Regions from separate parts of the Mus musculus genome. Here region 2 is linked to region 1. The links are chromatin contacts, called in public HiChIP or PLAC-seq maps. All regions are on one chromosome and are shown on one strand. Each heading gives the region's core, a stretch centred on a gene start, on an enhancer-like site or on the middle of the called end of the contact. The rest is flanking DNA. Distances are from core to core; before and after follow the strand shown. Region 1 holds the start of Bod1 (biorientation of chromosomes in cell division 1). Region 2 overlaps 4930524B15Rik (RIKEN cDNA 4930524B15 gene).

Region 1 (7,367 bases), core at 3,232-5,731:
ACACACAGTGTGTAGCTACTCAGTAAAGGATGGCTTCTGAGCCACCAGAGCTCAGCCCGAGAAAGGGAGCAATACCACACAGACCAAAAGACAGCATGGGAACCTTTAGATGCCATCCTCTCCTGACACACAGGACTTTATATGGGTGTAATCATCTTTATTTACAACACTCCAATTTCAGTGGCCATGAGCCACACAAGTACTAGATTGTCAACAAAAATCCTTTTCTATTTTTAAAGTCTTTTAAGTTTCAAAAATCACTGCATAGTCAAAAGTTTCAAGGAAATATATAAAGAGGCTCATACATTCTATTCTTACACCTCTGGTGTTAGCACCTTGCATGACACACTACAGTATCAAAGCTAGGAAGATGGTACCAGTATCCAGACTGCAGTACATTACCTGCATTAACCCAGCCTTTCTTTGTGTTGCTGTAACAAAGTAGCCGAGGCTGGGAAATGTAAAGAGGTGTACCTGGCTCATGATGCCAGTGGCTAGAAAGTGTTAGCAGCACAGCACAGCACAGTCTGCTCAAGTCCCTATCTGTGTTACAGCATGATGGTGATCACATGCATGCCAAGTCGCACTGCCTAGTGAGAAAATCAGCTGAATTCACCCATTTTTTATTTTCTTTCCTTCTCTAGGAAGGTCCCACTGTATAGCTGAGGCTGGTCTGGAACTCACTACATAACCAAACCTGCCTGGTTCTCCTAACATTCTTCCTGCCTCAACCTCTGAGTGCTGGGATGACAGGAGCATGGCATCACACTTGGCTAAACTCAACAACTGATTCTCAAAGAACTAATTCAGTGCCACAGGGGAGAAGGCCCCATGAGCTGAACCTCTTCTGCCAGCTCCCACCTTAACAACACTGGGGACCAACCTCTAACATAAAGGCCTCTGGGGGATACAGCACAGCATTACTGCATGCGTTTCTTAGATCTGCACCAGCATAACTAAGAGCCTGTGCTTTGGCTCTCCCAGTCCAACTGCCTACACGTCTTTGGCAGCCACGCCTTCACGAATCTCTGCACTATCAGCAAATGCAGTCATATCAGTCTTCTAAGATTTGCTTTTCTCACAATTCCCCGATGTTTCTATTTTCAGAGTCCTGCTTCATAAGCTTTTATTCAACAATTTAGTGGATTAAGAAGTGCCAAACAAGCCAGGCGTGGTGGCACACAGCTTTAATCCCAGCACTCAGGAGGCAGAGGCAGGCAGATTTCTGAGTTCAAGGCCAGCCTGGTCTACAAAGTGAGTTCCAGGATAGCCAGGACTATACAGAGAAACCCTGTCTCGAAAAAAAAAAAAAAAAAAAAAAAAAGTGCCAAACAAAAGCCCTAAGCCAAAATGGATCCTGAAAGAGCAGAAAGAAATTTACCTTGAAACCCATGACCCACTCCACTGTACCAGTAACAATGAGGTCACTCATGTGAGTGCTCTACAGGACCTTCTAACAAAAGTTCAGTTTGTTTCTATAAAGGACAACATTTTACAGGACATCTTCCTGTGAACTGTCACCACACTTTAGCAGCCATGGTCACAGAACATACAGAACTTACTTTCCACACCCTAACACTGCTATCTTGGTATAAAACTCACACTTGTATTCAGATTACACTGAAAGCTTCAAAGAATGAAGAGCAAGCCTGGCAATCTGGAAGGCCTTCCAGAGCCACCACCAAATGCACACAGCTAGGAATGACCCAGAGTGAGCAGCCAGCACTCCAGGGCTCTGTTCACCATCTCCGTGATGCACAAGACAGCAAGATGGCTACAAAGTACCACAGACCAAGACCCCCATGAACTTGTGGTCAGCCTGTGTAGCATTCACGCTGGGGCCTCCACCTTTTCTCTACTTACTGAACCACGCTCTGCCTCAGCCCATTTCGCAACTGGTTCTTGTTCATTGCAGGATTCCATTCCTGTTTGTCCAGATGTGTTGACACGAAATTATCCACCTTCTGCCTTAGGTTCTGGTAAGCTGGCTAAGACATTCATTCAGAAGAGACCGTGTTAGTGTGTGTGCCAATGTCCTGGCACTGAGCCATTCAGGAAACTGCTTTTCAGAGAAACACATCTTCTCCTTTAAACACACTCCCACCCAACCTCAGCGTTCACCTGCAGTACAGCGGCCATGAGGCAACAGCCAGCAGGGTGCCTGTCTTGTAGTGGCTGGGCACAGTGCAGGGCACTGCCTATATATGTCAATCTACTTAAAAAAAATTATTTATTATGTGTATTAAGTATAGAGTGTGTGTATGCCTGCAGGCCAGAAGAGGGCACCAGATCTCATTATGAGCTACCATGTGGTTGCTGGAAATTGAACTCAGGACCTCTGGAAGAACAGTCCTAACCTCTGAGCTCTTGCTCCAGCCCTTAAGCCAATCTACTTCTAAAGAAACTCCACGAGCGGAAACCCTATTAGTACTATGCTGCCCTCATTTTTTTACATTAGACTTTCAGGCTTAAAAGAGGAAACAAAGGTGCCCTCTATCTCCATGTGGCCAAGGACAGATGCAAGCTGCTTCTGGAAGGAACAGGGTTTGAGGCCGAGCACTGACTTCTTACAAGTCACCTGATTTCTGAGTGTCAGTAATTTCCATCCCTAAAATGCAAACACTCCTGTCTGCTTGACTCACAGTGACTGTTCATGGCAGTATACCAAGGAAAGGCCCCTCCAAATGAAACAGCCACCCAAGCCTCAGCAAGAGTCCCTACAGCTACAACCAAGGGAGTTCTGTGAAGCGTTTCCAGGAAAGCTGTGACCCTCAAAGGAGCCTGAGGCACTTAGTCTAAATCCTCTTCCTCAGAGCTTAAGAACAAGACTAGGAAACTACCTCGTGAGTACAAGGAATGTTCTGAGCCCCTGACCTTCTCTCCAACTGGAGGCAGATAGTACCTCTTCACCCGATCCTTGGTGAATGGCATGTCAGTGTCTGCATGGCTCTGGTCGCTCTACGAGAACATGGAAGCAGGAAGGATGGCCTACCTGTGCAGATTGTGGCCTAAGACATGTCTATGTAGGGAAGACCTTACCGCACATCAAAGCCGTAGGACAGGCCCCAGCAGCCTGTAGCTGACAGCTGAGCCCCAGCTAAGGCCTACTAGACCAGCTTGCTTGGTGACTCACAGCCCTGACAGCATGAGGAGCAACCACTACCCTGGGGAGCCCTCTCAGTCAGCAAAGAGGCTCCTAGCTCCACACCTTAATCTTGGCAAGCAAGTTTTGTAATGGGAAAGGAAATGTTCTGGCTACTATATACCTGCCCCGTGACACACATTCCAAAGTTTCCAAATGAGGTGAATTAGCATTTTGTTTAACGGTAGACTGGCCTTTGGCACTGGATCTAACATAGCCATTAACTCCATTTCAATTAGTTAAATGGAAAAAAAGAAGGTGCTGATTCGACAGCTTATCCCAATTTGACCTCAAACAAGTCTGCAAATGATTCAGCTGGGGAAAGGGACTATTAACGTGCAGTCCCATCCAGCCAGTGCTAAAAATCACCTCCCAGGTGAACAAGGGAACGGGTGGAGCTTCTAAAGTACTCTACCTTTCCCATGGGTTGTAAAACACAAGTTTCTTGGGTATGGAGTGGGTATACGTGTGCAGCCATTAAAGAATCCTCAAGTTCAGAAAAGCGAAAGAACTATAAATAAATAAATAAATGAATAGATAGATAGATAGATAGATAGATAGATAGATAGATAGATAGATTGATTGATTGATTGATTTAAAAATCACAGCTGGTAAGGGCTCCAGTGTCGGGTGTGCACCACTCAGAAGATAGATAGATAGATAGATAGATAGATAGATAGATAGATAGATAGATAGATAGATAGATAGATAGATAGATAGATAGATAGATAGATAGATAGATAGATAGATAGATAGATAGATAGATAGATAGATAGATAGATTGATTGATTGATTGATTTAAAAATCACAGCTGGTAAGGGCTCCGGTGTCGGGTGTGCACCACTCAGAAGATACCGGTAGTGCCCCGAGCAGCGCGTCCCTGCCAGGCTCTCGAGGTGCCTTTTGTTTTACTCCGGGCTCTGGCACGTCAAAGCAACTGGATGGTCCGCCCCCCTTGGTCCCCCGAGGCTCAGGTACCTTAGTGTCCACGTCGGCCAGGCAGTCCCGGCGGAAGCTGTCAAACAGCCCACGGCTCTTGAGCTGCTCCACTATGAGAGCGATGAGCTGCGGGTCTCCCGGAGGCAGCGAAGCGGGATTGACAGGGCCGCCGGCCCCACTCGAGCCCCCGGACGGTCCCGAAGCCTGGCCCGCCGCGCCTGCTCCCGCACCGTCCGCCATGGCCGCACCCCGCGCCCGCGCCGGGCCCCGCGCTCCGCTGCTCCTCCGGGAGCCGCGGGCAGAGCTGCGCAGACACGGAGGGGCCCACGGAGGCGGCGGCGACGGAGGCGGCAGGGTGGGAGGCGGCGGGGACCAAGGCGCTCCCCGCTCGCCGCGCTGCCGGCGCTCGTCTAATGGCGTCACCGACGGCCTTTGCATTGTGGGACGGTTGGTTTCCTGGAGCCATCACCTATGTTCTTATAGCCCGTGTCTGGCCGTTAGAAACTACAACTCCCGGCAGGCTGTTGGCTCGCTCGCGCTAGTTTGCGGGACAGCTTGGGCATTGTAGGCTCAGAACCTACCCAGTCACGGCAGCCCTCCCAAATCAGACCTCCGGGTCACCTGCAGAACTGATTAAAAGATTACGAGTGTATCCTTTAACGACTGTGATTCAGCAGCTCTGTATTTATGCCTGGCAGCCTGTGCTTTTGACAGTCGCTCCATTCCCACGATCCCCTTAAATAATGTGATCTGGGAGATTTGGTTAACAATGGGTTAATCTTATTGTTTTGACAAAATTAATTTTTACTTTTTGTGTGGCAGGGAGGGGCGGTGGAGCGTGCGACAGCACATATGTGGAGGTCAGAGGACTACTTGGGACACACTGGTCTCTCCTGTGATGTAAGTGGTGGGATCGAACACGTATCCTCCAGCTCAGTGGCAAGTGCCTATACCCTCTCAAGCTCTCTAACCTGCCTACTAATCAAACTTCTGTTCAAAAGTTTGTACCCTTCTGCCTGATTAATAGCAATGCAGATTCATTTTACGAACTCGTAAAATAACAAGAAGAAAATAAAAACTGCTGTTAAGTCTTTTTTGCATGTGTGGATTTTCGCCTTAGCATTAAATATTGTCAGCATTACTAATAGTAGATCCAGTAAGTAGAATGAATTAGATGTAATAGTGCTGCACTCTTTAAATACGTTCACAACTACCTGAAAGCTGGCACTACTATTTCTTTGTGCAGATGCAGAAATAGAAGAACAGAAATAATTACCGTGGTCATATATATACCTAGATGAAGTATAGTAGGTGCTGTGGTCCAGTGTTTAACCTAACATATCCACGGTCCTGATAGCTAGCTGTCATTTTACAACAAGTAAAATACCCTAGCTTTTACACCCACAAGTCTGCACTGAATTCCCCACTGTTGCCCCTATTAGAAAAAAAAGTTTGGATTGCTAAGAGAGACCATCATTTCAGCTAAGTGTCTGGATGAGGCAAACTTTACTTGATCAAGAGGCTTGCTGGGGCAGGAAAGGGCAGGGGAGGGAACACACCTAGACAGGAAGTGCATTTGGTTTTTATTCTGAGGAAGGTGAATCCTGTCTTTTCTCAGTTGGCTAGGGTCCAACATAACAATCTTACTCAGTTATCTGAAAAGAATTTGTGCATAAGAAGTAGAGGAGGAAGGGGAAAGAGGTCACTGCACCAAGGAGAAAAGGCCATCAAATTCCTTTGTGTAAATAAAAAATGTCCACGGGATTCTAACATTTGCAGGTCTTACAAAGTGAGGGAGGAAAAAAAAACTTAATTTCTTCTTCTAAACACAAATTTTATATATTTTATAGGAGAGATCATATTTGATTTTTTTTTTCAAGACAGGGTTTCTCTGTTTAACTACCCTGGCAGTCTTAGAACTCGCTTTGTAGACTAGGCTGGTCTTGAACTCACAGAGATCCGCCTGCTTCTGCCTCCCAAGTGCTGGGCTAAAAGGTGTGTGCCACCATGCCTGGACAGTTTTGATTTCTTAGGTGCTTCTGTCCTCTTTGTTTCTTGGCTGATCATCAACTCATCAACTTCCCCAGCTCTCAGAACTACATCTGCTGTGGTTCCTCCTCGTCACCCATGACAACTGAAAAAGATGTGGATAACATTTACAGTGCCCTTGGCTCCGGGGAAGATGCACAGTAGGCAGTGATCCAAGATGCTCTCACCCAACATTTGCTACCCAAGAGAACTGAAATTAGAGCACAAAACAAGTAGCCACTCTCAGTTCATACTTCTTAGCAACAGCTCAGCCAGTCGCAAGGTTAAGCTGATCACAATGTGTCATGACAGCTTGCAACCCTTTGGGACATCTCAAGTCTGTTTCTACTACTGACCCATGCTGACCTCTCATGTCTGGCTCTGAGGGAGTCCTATTAGAGAGTTCAACCCTGGCCCCTCCTGGAGGGAGGGCTGGAGGCAGGGTGCCCTTCTTATAGGTTGCATTTTAGGCACACCATATCTTATTCTTTCCTCACAAAATCTTTTTTTGGTCCCCGGTCTAATTTTGTCTATTGTTGAGCTAAGTTCTTAAAGCAATTGTTGTAACTGGAAGTGAATAATTTATAGGCTGATTGGCCATCTGCACCCCGATGCCCCCAACCACACCCAGAGTATAATCTTCAAAGTAGAAACCACAACTGTTTGTTTTGACTTTGGTGCTTAGCACAATACTTGGCTAAAAGTCCCTGTCCCTTTCCTACTTGTAGAATAGCGCAACCATCCTGACAGGAATGAAGCTATGCTAAAGAGCCTTGAGCTGTGCCCTTTTGACTATCAGAATATTGAGCCAGTAGTCCCTAGTAAATCTAATGGGCTCTCTCTGAAGAAGCTCATGCTAGTAGAGGGAGTATTTAAAGTCTGGTACCAGCCAGCTGGAAAGCTTGTCGCTTGGAACAAGATTCCACACCATTCCGACAACTTTGATGGCCACTTTGCAGGAGACCATATGAACAACTTGACCAGCTTAGTAATTATGCATACCTCTCTTTTTTTTTTTTTTTCCTTTTTGGTTTTTCGAGACGGGTTCTCTGTGTAGCCCTGGCTGTCCTGGAACTCACTTTGTAGACCAGGCTGGCCTCAAACTCAGAAATCCACCTGCCTCGGCCTCCTGAGTGCTGGGATTAAAGGTGTGCACCACCACACCCGGCCATACCTCTTAATCTCAACCTCATGTTAGGTCTCTGGAAGGCAGACTTGGTGCCGTCATTAGGCCTCTCTCCACATGACCACATTGACT
Region 2 (7,367 bases), core at 2,430-4,929, 310 kb after region 1:
CCTCAGATATTGAACAGCAGATGTGATGCCATGATTTATCCACCGTTTCAGATTCCTATCAGGACCTGATACACTCTTCATGAGAACCTGAGACGGTTTCAAGTCAGAGGCATATCTATTGGAGCTGTGGACATTTCACATTTCCTTCTTCTCTTCATCTCATCCTCTTCAGTCTTTCCACTGGTCTGTGCCAGAGGAATTTGCCCAGTAATTCTATTAGTCCTGATTTGTCTTTTTCTTTGCTTAAATCAGTTTTATTTTAGCCCAATAGTCTGTTCTTGTGGCAGTGCATTCTGAGAAATGTACCACAGATGATTCTGACATCTTATGAGTATCATAGAGTACGCTCACACAAAGCTAAGTGGCCTGAGTCATCACTGAGCATGGCTCCAACTGCAGCAAGGGTGACAATAAACACAAGGCATGAGAGCCTGCTGCCTCTGTAATGGGGCATTCTGCTTTAAACTAAAAGCTTTTCTATACATAAAGGTAATGTACATTAGTGATGAAAACAGTATGTTGACTAGATAAAGCAGTAATGTGTTATCATTGAGTATCCTTGGCCTTTGTGTGCTGCGGGGAATCAAATGCGGGCTCTGGGCAAGTGAACTGAACACTGCCACTGAGCACATCCCCAGCACTGTCCCATACAAGTCCCTTTTGTGTGACTGGTAGATAATCTCCTTAGTGGCAGCAAGGTCAAGTTCTGGCTCAGCCTGCTTCAGGCTTGTGGGAGGCTACATCTCCTCCCTGTTATTACTATTAAAAAAAAGCTGGACTGAGGCATAAAATTTATTTATGCTCCATAGTCCTGCCTGGGAATTATGGTGGCTGGCGGCCATGCCTGCCTTAGAATCTCAGATCCTTTCAAACCATCCAATTCCATCATAGGAAGCTACATGCAGCTAGTTTGTGTCATAATTCACACAAACATGGCTTTGTGGTATATTATCAACAGCCACGGCATTTTGGAATGTACCCCTGTCTTAGATTGGTATGATCTGGGATCTGGTTGCCTATCATTGACTAACCGGCCCACATAGTGCACCTTATTCCCAAATCAGACCAAAGCCACAATGTGTACTTAGAATTCTTCTTGATGAAAATTAATAACTGCCACCTGCGTGCTGTTGGGGGCGGGGATGCATGCCCGCTGAAGTCAGGCTGAAGGGTGTTGACTGACCTGCTTGAAAAAGTCAAGACAGTGAAAGGCACAGTACAAAAGCTTCTTTTGGGGAAGTCCAGGTACTCCATTCAATTGCAAATTAGCAACGATCAGGCTAGACTTAGAGCTCCTGGTGTGGGGGAGGTGACTTTGAGAATTGCAGAAAGACTACAGGATTTTTAGCCATAATCAAGGTTAGAGTCATACTTACTAGAAGATTCAGGATCTGTGTTGAAACAGGGGGAAGCTCAAAAGAATAAGCGTGTGATCCAATTCACATATACTTTTCTCCCATAAGAGGGCTGTTTTGAAACACAATAATTGGGATGCATGCATGCATGAATTTATAGAAGATACAAAAGCATGCATAAAAACAATTTTTAACTTATCTATAATTATTTAAAATGATGGTATGCAATAGATCAAATATTAATATTCTTTAATAACCAGATTAATTGCTGTTTGGAACAAGGAACAGACACTTAGTCAGGTTTTTAAGGCACAATTTTTGTTATAGTTATCCCAAACTATATGAATTTTTCTTATAATTCTTTATTAGCACCACAGCAGCTTTAATAGGATGCTGAAACTTTACTTTGAGGTGAAGAAGGATGATTTTACAACAATATTTTCTCTAGCCAAGGAATTGTTGTTGGCACATTTAATAACCAATAGCTAAAATAGGCAGCTAATATTTAATTACCATTGATTATTATTGATAACAACTATAAAAGCTTTCTTTAATTTCTGCAAGTCCTTTTGTTCTTTACCAGTTAATTTGTGTCTCACTTAATAGCACCTGACAAAGGCTTAAGTTCTCCTGTGGTGAGTTTAAGGTGAGGTCTTAGCCAATTAACATCTCCTGGAAGCTTTTGAAAATAAAATTTTGAAGCAAATCAATTTCTCTTTCTTAGATTTTCAGGACCGTGATTTTCTAGTATAGCTAAAAACCTAAGTATTAAAAGATATTGCCTCTGAATCTTAAGGAATCTTCCCTGAAGGCAGGGAGAGGTGAGGTCCCAGGAACTTCCCCAGTCAAGGTTTGCAAAACGAAAGAAATGCCACACAAACCTTACTAAGGCTGCTCTAAGCTGAGCTCTGCATCTACCCAAGCGCAAACATTTCTCAATCTGAGCACTCTGCCAGAGTCCTGGCCCAAAGCTTATCCCTATTTTGAAGTATCTTTAAAGACTTGTTTTCCTGGGTTCGCTCCTGCCACATGTTGTTTAGAATGACTCTAACTCTGAGTTACCAATTTTAAGCTAACTTTCTGTTACAAGCAAAAGGCTGCCTGACCCTTTAGGAGCTGCGTTTGCAATCAGCTCCCAGCAGGGCTTTTCCAGTCACACTAGCACTTCTCTAAATTTTCACAAAGCTCTAAACACATACACAAAACGCACAAAACAGAAACCAACAGATCCAGACACATGCAACCCTTTTCATCCTCCACGAGCAGGCAAAAGAATTAGAAGGGTAAACTTCCATTTCATAAACAAAACTTGGTCCCTCTGACCGATCTCCGGAGACTGCCAGACGTCTGTGGCTCTCCCCACTCCCCAGGGCATCCCCTGATGAGATGGAGGTCTTCCTAGCACATCTGCTGACCACAGTCCTCCGGTCCTTACAGCCTGAAGGGACAGCTGCAAATACCAAGCGCACGTTCCAGAAAACCCCATAGTCTATAAACACCAGAGAAACCAAACTCAGACAGATCCAAACTCAGACTGCGCCATGCTTCAGAGACAAGGGACGAGACACAGACAACAAACCAACACAAGGAGCACATGTTTGTTTCAGGAAACATAAGACAGACACTCAGAACAAAGACACTGGCACACACACAAGAGGGGATTCCCCGATTGTCTCTCTGTCCTTGGGAGAGTTTCAAAATCTACTTTCCTCCCACCTGATAAAGTTTCCAACTGCAGCCATTCGCCTGATTATTAAATACCTTTTATTAAACCCTTTTATTTCTCTCACCTAAAAAAGCTTCTGGAAGCTGCAGCTAACTGCCTGCCTGTTGAGTTCCTAGTTCCCGATAACTCACTGCTGAACCTAAGTGAACCCAGTGTTCCGGTTTAGCGCTGATCTAGCTTAACCTATACCAATACGAATTTTCTTTAATTCTTTTCTTCTTCCATGGAGCTCCAAACCAGCAGTGCTTCTTCCAAATGTCCTCTGCCTTCCCCAGGTTCCGCGTTGGTTCACCAAATTGTTGGGGCTGGCCTGCGGCTCTCATGTCTGGGTTCAAGCCTGGAAGGCATCTTGGAACTGAAAGAAAAGAGGGAGCCTAGGTGGGTTAAGAAATAATGGAACCAAGACAACTAGTCTGCTCAAGGTTCAAATGTTTAATGGCGGACATGCTTTATAAAAGGGGGGGGGAAGTCCATTCCCGCCAGTTCATCCTTGGAGCCCAGAACCAGCTGCAGGTGATGACGTGCAAGATAGGGTGTAGCCTCCGGAATAGCTCTGGAGGGGTGGGGGAGGGCTCTCCGCAGGTAGCAGTATCTTGAAGAGGAACAGCAGGAACAGCGATAGTGGCTGAACAATAGAGAGATCTAGGGAGGAAGGCTCCACCCTAGATAATCTCCTTAGTGGCAGCAAGGTCAAGTTCTGGCTCAGCCTGCTTCAGGCTTGTAGGAGGCTACAACTGGTGGTACAACAAACTTGCCCAGCACTACCACGAACAGATGAGCAATGCATTGTGGTAGATTGCCATGGCATCCCTGCTGTATGGCATATGACCAAAGTGGTGTAATATGACCTATGATTATATTTTCAATATTTGTTTTGTGTTCTCCAGAGATGTTATATGCCTAAGTGTGCACTATAGGGAGAGGAGAGATCCTATGGTTTCAATGAAAAGTTTTGGCAATTACAGAATAGAAAAGAAACAGCCCCCAAACAAATAATTATCCAACCATGTATTCTCAGATACCCAAATGGTTTAAGGTGTGTCTTCAGTCATGAGGAAAAATAACAGATTTTTTTCAGCATAGGAACTAGTTAAAAGTCAGGATATTTTCATGTCTGATGTACCCTGAAGAAAAGATCAGTGCTTTGGGAAAGTCTGTACTCATCTCAGAATCTGTGTGCTAGCTTATACAATGGTGAAATAATACTTTTGAGATTAGATAGTGGAGGTCTGGGGGTGGAGAGACACTGCATTAGAGCAGTCTGTTACTCCAGGAGATAAGGCAGGAGAGCTGCTGTGGAGACAGAAGTTTCTAACTTGGCCATGTATCTACTGGAGCTGTGGAAATAGCTTTTCACATTTCATCCCAAAAGGACATAATGAGATGATCAATGGCTACACTGTGAGGCATGCCTGTGAGGCCATTTTTTCCAACAGTTCCTTTCAGTGACTAAGTTATCACAAAGATATTGAGACAGGCACACTTTAGGGAGCTGGGCCTCAAAGGCTGCCCACTTCCTTTGCTTAAAAAATGTTTACAATTGAACCAAAAAATGTCTAAGACTTTCCCTAGCCACCTTTCTTCCTTTCCCTCGATTCTCTATCAATACCAGTCATTATTGGTGGTATAATGGTTGGAAGTATACAATTCAACAATATATACTAGTGTGGAGCTGGCTCTGCTGTGCCAAGTCTAGGCCCCAGTTGGGAAAGTCAGAGGCTCTAGAAGATGTGATGATGATGATGTTGTTGCATATTCTTGACTTTTGCCAGAATGCACCGTGTTTCCAGTGAAGAAAAGTAGATATACCTTTCCCAGTCCCTGTTCAGAACATGAAAACTAAAAACTTTGGCCATGGCATATATGACAGAAATAGACTAGTGTCTTAGTTACTGTTCTGTTGTCATTAAGATACAATGACCAAGGCAACTCCCTGACTCCCATATGCTTGTAACCATATAATAATGAAAAATGCATTCAGTCCAACTTCAAGTCCCCACAATCTTTCAGTCTTAAGACTGTTTAAAAGTCCAAAGCCTCTTCCGAGACTCAAGGCAATCTCTTAACACCATGTAAAATAAAAGTCAAAAAGCAGATCACAGACTTCCAACATTCCATGGCACAGGATATACATTACCATTCCAAAAGGGAGGCAAGGGGGAGCATAATGAGGAAATACTGGACCAAAGCAAGACAGAAATCCAAACTTGGCATTTCCATGTCTGGTAACAAAGCGCTCTTCAGATCTCCTTTCAGCTTTGTTGACTACCACATACTTCTCTCTCTTGGGTTGGTTCCACTCCTGACTCCAGCTCTCCTTGGAAGATATCTCATGATTCTGGCATCTCTAGTATCTCAGGATCTCCAAGACCACCAGGCTTCCCTTTACAGCTTCACTTAATGGCCTCTCTAGGCCTCCATGCAGTGACTCCTGCCAAAAGCCTGACCTCGGCAGCTTTCCTTAACAGCAAAAAAGATTCCAAAACACCTTTACTTCTCCTGTAGCCTTCACACTATCCAGACCATGTGACCAGAGCTGCCAAGTTCTGCTGCTTGCTGGAGCTGGAATGAATGAGTGAATGATTGAACGAATGAATGAATGAAAGAAAACAAACCAGATCATTCATTTACTTATTTTAGTTTTTGTTGTTTTTGAAATGAGTTTGGAGGTCTTGTCTACATCTATATTGGTGCACCACATGTGTGCCTGGTGCCTGAGGAGGCCAGAAGAGTAGATGGTTGTGAGCTGCCTTGTGGGTCCCCTGCAAGTGCTCAGGACTCTTTTCCTTCTCCTTCCTTCCACGTGATCCATTTCCTGTTTCCACCACGTGGCTTCAGTGAGGGTTGCCACTGTCCCTTTGTCAGTAGGCCCTAGGCTCTTGTTGAGACCATCAGGGTCCTTCCTCAGCACTAAAGAGATCAAGTCTCTGATTCTTTAGGATAATAAAGATGCTTTTTTTTTTGCTTTTTATTAACTTATTTAATTTCATACATGAACATAACACATTCTGATCACTTCCATCCCTCCACCACCCATCCCCACTCTGTGTCTTTTTTACTGACTACCTGGGCTCAGATATTTACTGCACTATGTTTATGTGCTTGGATAAGTTGTTTAATCTCTTTGTATCTAAATCTCCTCTTTGTAAATTGAACACATGGCTAACATTTACCATTTCAATTAGTCATTGAAAGGACTAGATGAGCTGAAACATAGAAAGTGCTCCCAACAACACCTCAAAGTACAAAACATTTCCTCTTGTAAGCACTAAATGACAAAACCACACTATGTAGCCCAGGCTGGCCTCAGACTTGCAGTGTTCTAGCCTCAGTGTGGGGTCACAGTCTACCACCTCCTCCTCTAGGTTAGCATTTTAATAACCAGATCTTCCATTGAGTTTGGCGAGTGGCGTTGGGCCAACATGTCCCGCTACAATGGTTGGCCCCACAGTGGCCCAGGGAAATGTGGTTCCGAATGACCGGAGACTGAAATCACAAGCCAGAAGATAGATAACTCCCCCTGCTTAATGGTGATTTCCCCTTGCATTTTGTCCCAGCAATGGAGCGCTAACATGCTATGCACATCTCCTACCCACCTGGAATTTTGTACATCAGGCAGAGGTTCATTTTCATCATTAATATCCATTTACTACAGAGTCACTTTTTAAAAACTGATTCCCACCTTGTCATTGGACTGCATTAAGTTTGGTTTTAAGATTATAACGTATTAATTTTATTAATTTAAAATGTGTTTTCATCTTCGTGATTTCCTCAGATTTGTTGTGATTGCTATTCTCTTTTTAATCTCTTGCAACAAATAACTCCTTCATTTTTGTTTCCTTTGCACCAGAATTAATGATTTCACTTTGCCTCTGAATATTGTTACCTTTTCACTTTTGAAGTATTTTATATGTTTCTATATTTTATAAAATGTTAATTACTAAATTATTAGACTTTATTGTTAACTACAATGCATATAATCTGCAAGAAGAGTTTTCTGTATATTTTATGCATTGTGGAATATATTAATTCTTTGTAACTTCACATATGAACTATTCCTATTGATGTTCTCTGAATTTGAGGCAAAGTCGTACCTGCTATCAACTTATATATAAATCGTGTCTGTTACTTACATTATTTAAACCAGTGTCCCTGTCAGGATGAAGAAGGCATGCTTTCCAGCCTCACCAATGCGCTGAAAGTCCTTGCACGGAAGCTATTGTGATGCTGTGCTCTCCCAGCGCCCGCCCTACCTTCTCAAGGCCTTGGTTTTTATGGATGAAAAG

The links. HiChIP or PLAC-seq counts read pairs in DNA pulled down with a chosen protein or histone mark.
Region 2: an H3K4me3 HiChIP or PLAC-seq map of embryonic stem cells shows a contact between it and region 1, with 30 read pairs. The contact joins the enhancer-like site here to the promoter of Bod1 in region 1. A contact is called at or near these places in 17 of 39 promoter capture datasets (the C10 cell line, the HPC-7 cell line, cranial neural crest and 11 more), 1 of 15 datasets of contacts at CTCF or cohesin (the NIH/3T3 cell line), 7 of 484 Hi-C or Micro-C datasets (CD4 T cells, the N1E-115 cell line, Th1 cells and 4 more), 25 of 115 datasets of contacts at active chromatin or transcription factors (the SCID.adh cell line, bone marrow-derived macrophages, craniofacial prominence and 15 more) and 3 of 9 other capture datasets (embryonic stem cells, liver and macrophages).

What each region holds. Positions count from the first base shown.
Region 1 is chr11:31,667,381-31,674,747 of GRCm38.p6, forward strand. It overlaps Bod1 (biorientation of chromosomes in cell division 1), which reads right to left and starts at 4,482. Exons shown (of 4, transcript NM_001024919.1): 1 at 4,121-4,482; 2 at 1,864-1,988. The coding sequence starts at 4,321.
Region 2 is chr11:31,979,107-31,986,473 of GRCm38.p6, forward strand. 4930524B15Rik (RIKEN cDNA 4930524B15 gene) reads left to right here. Exons shown (of 5, transcript NM_026262.1): 5 at 1-545. Among named protein-coding and RNA genes, the nearest start is that of 4930524B15Rik, 17 kb to the left of the region's middle. Within about 2 kb of position 3,680, at least 13 of the 459 cell types and tissues checked have an H3K27ac peak or open chromatin away from gene starts, as enhancers often do. A contact at or near this core is called in the N1E-115 cell line, differentiating embryonic stem cells and embryonic stem cells, where this site is marked.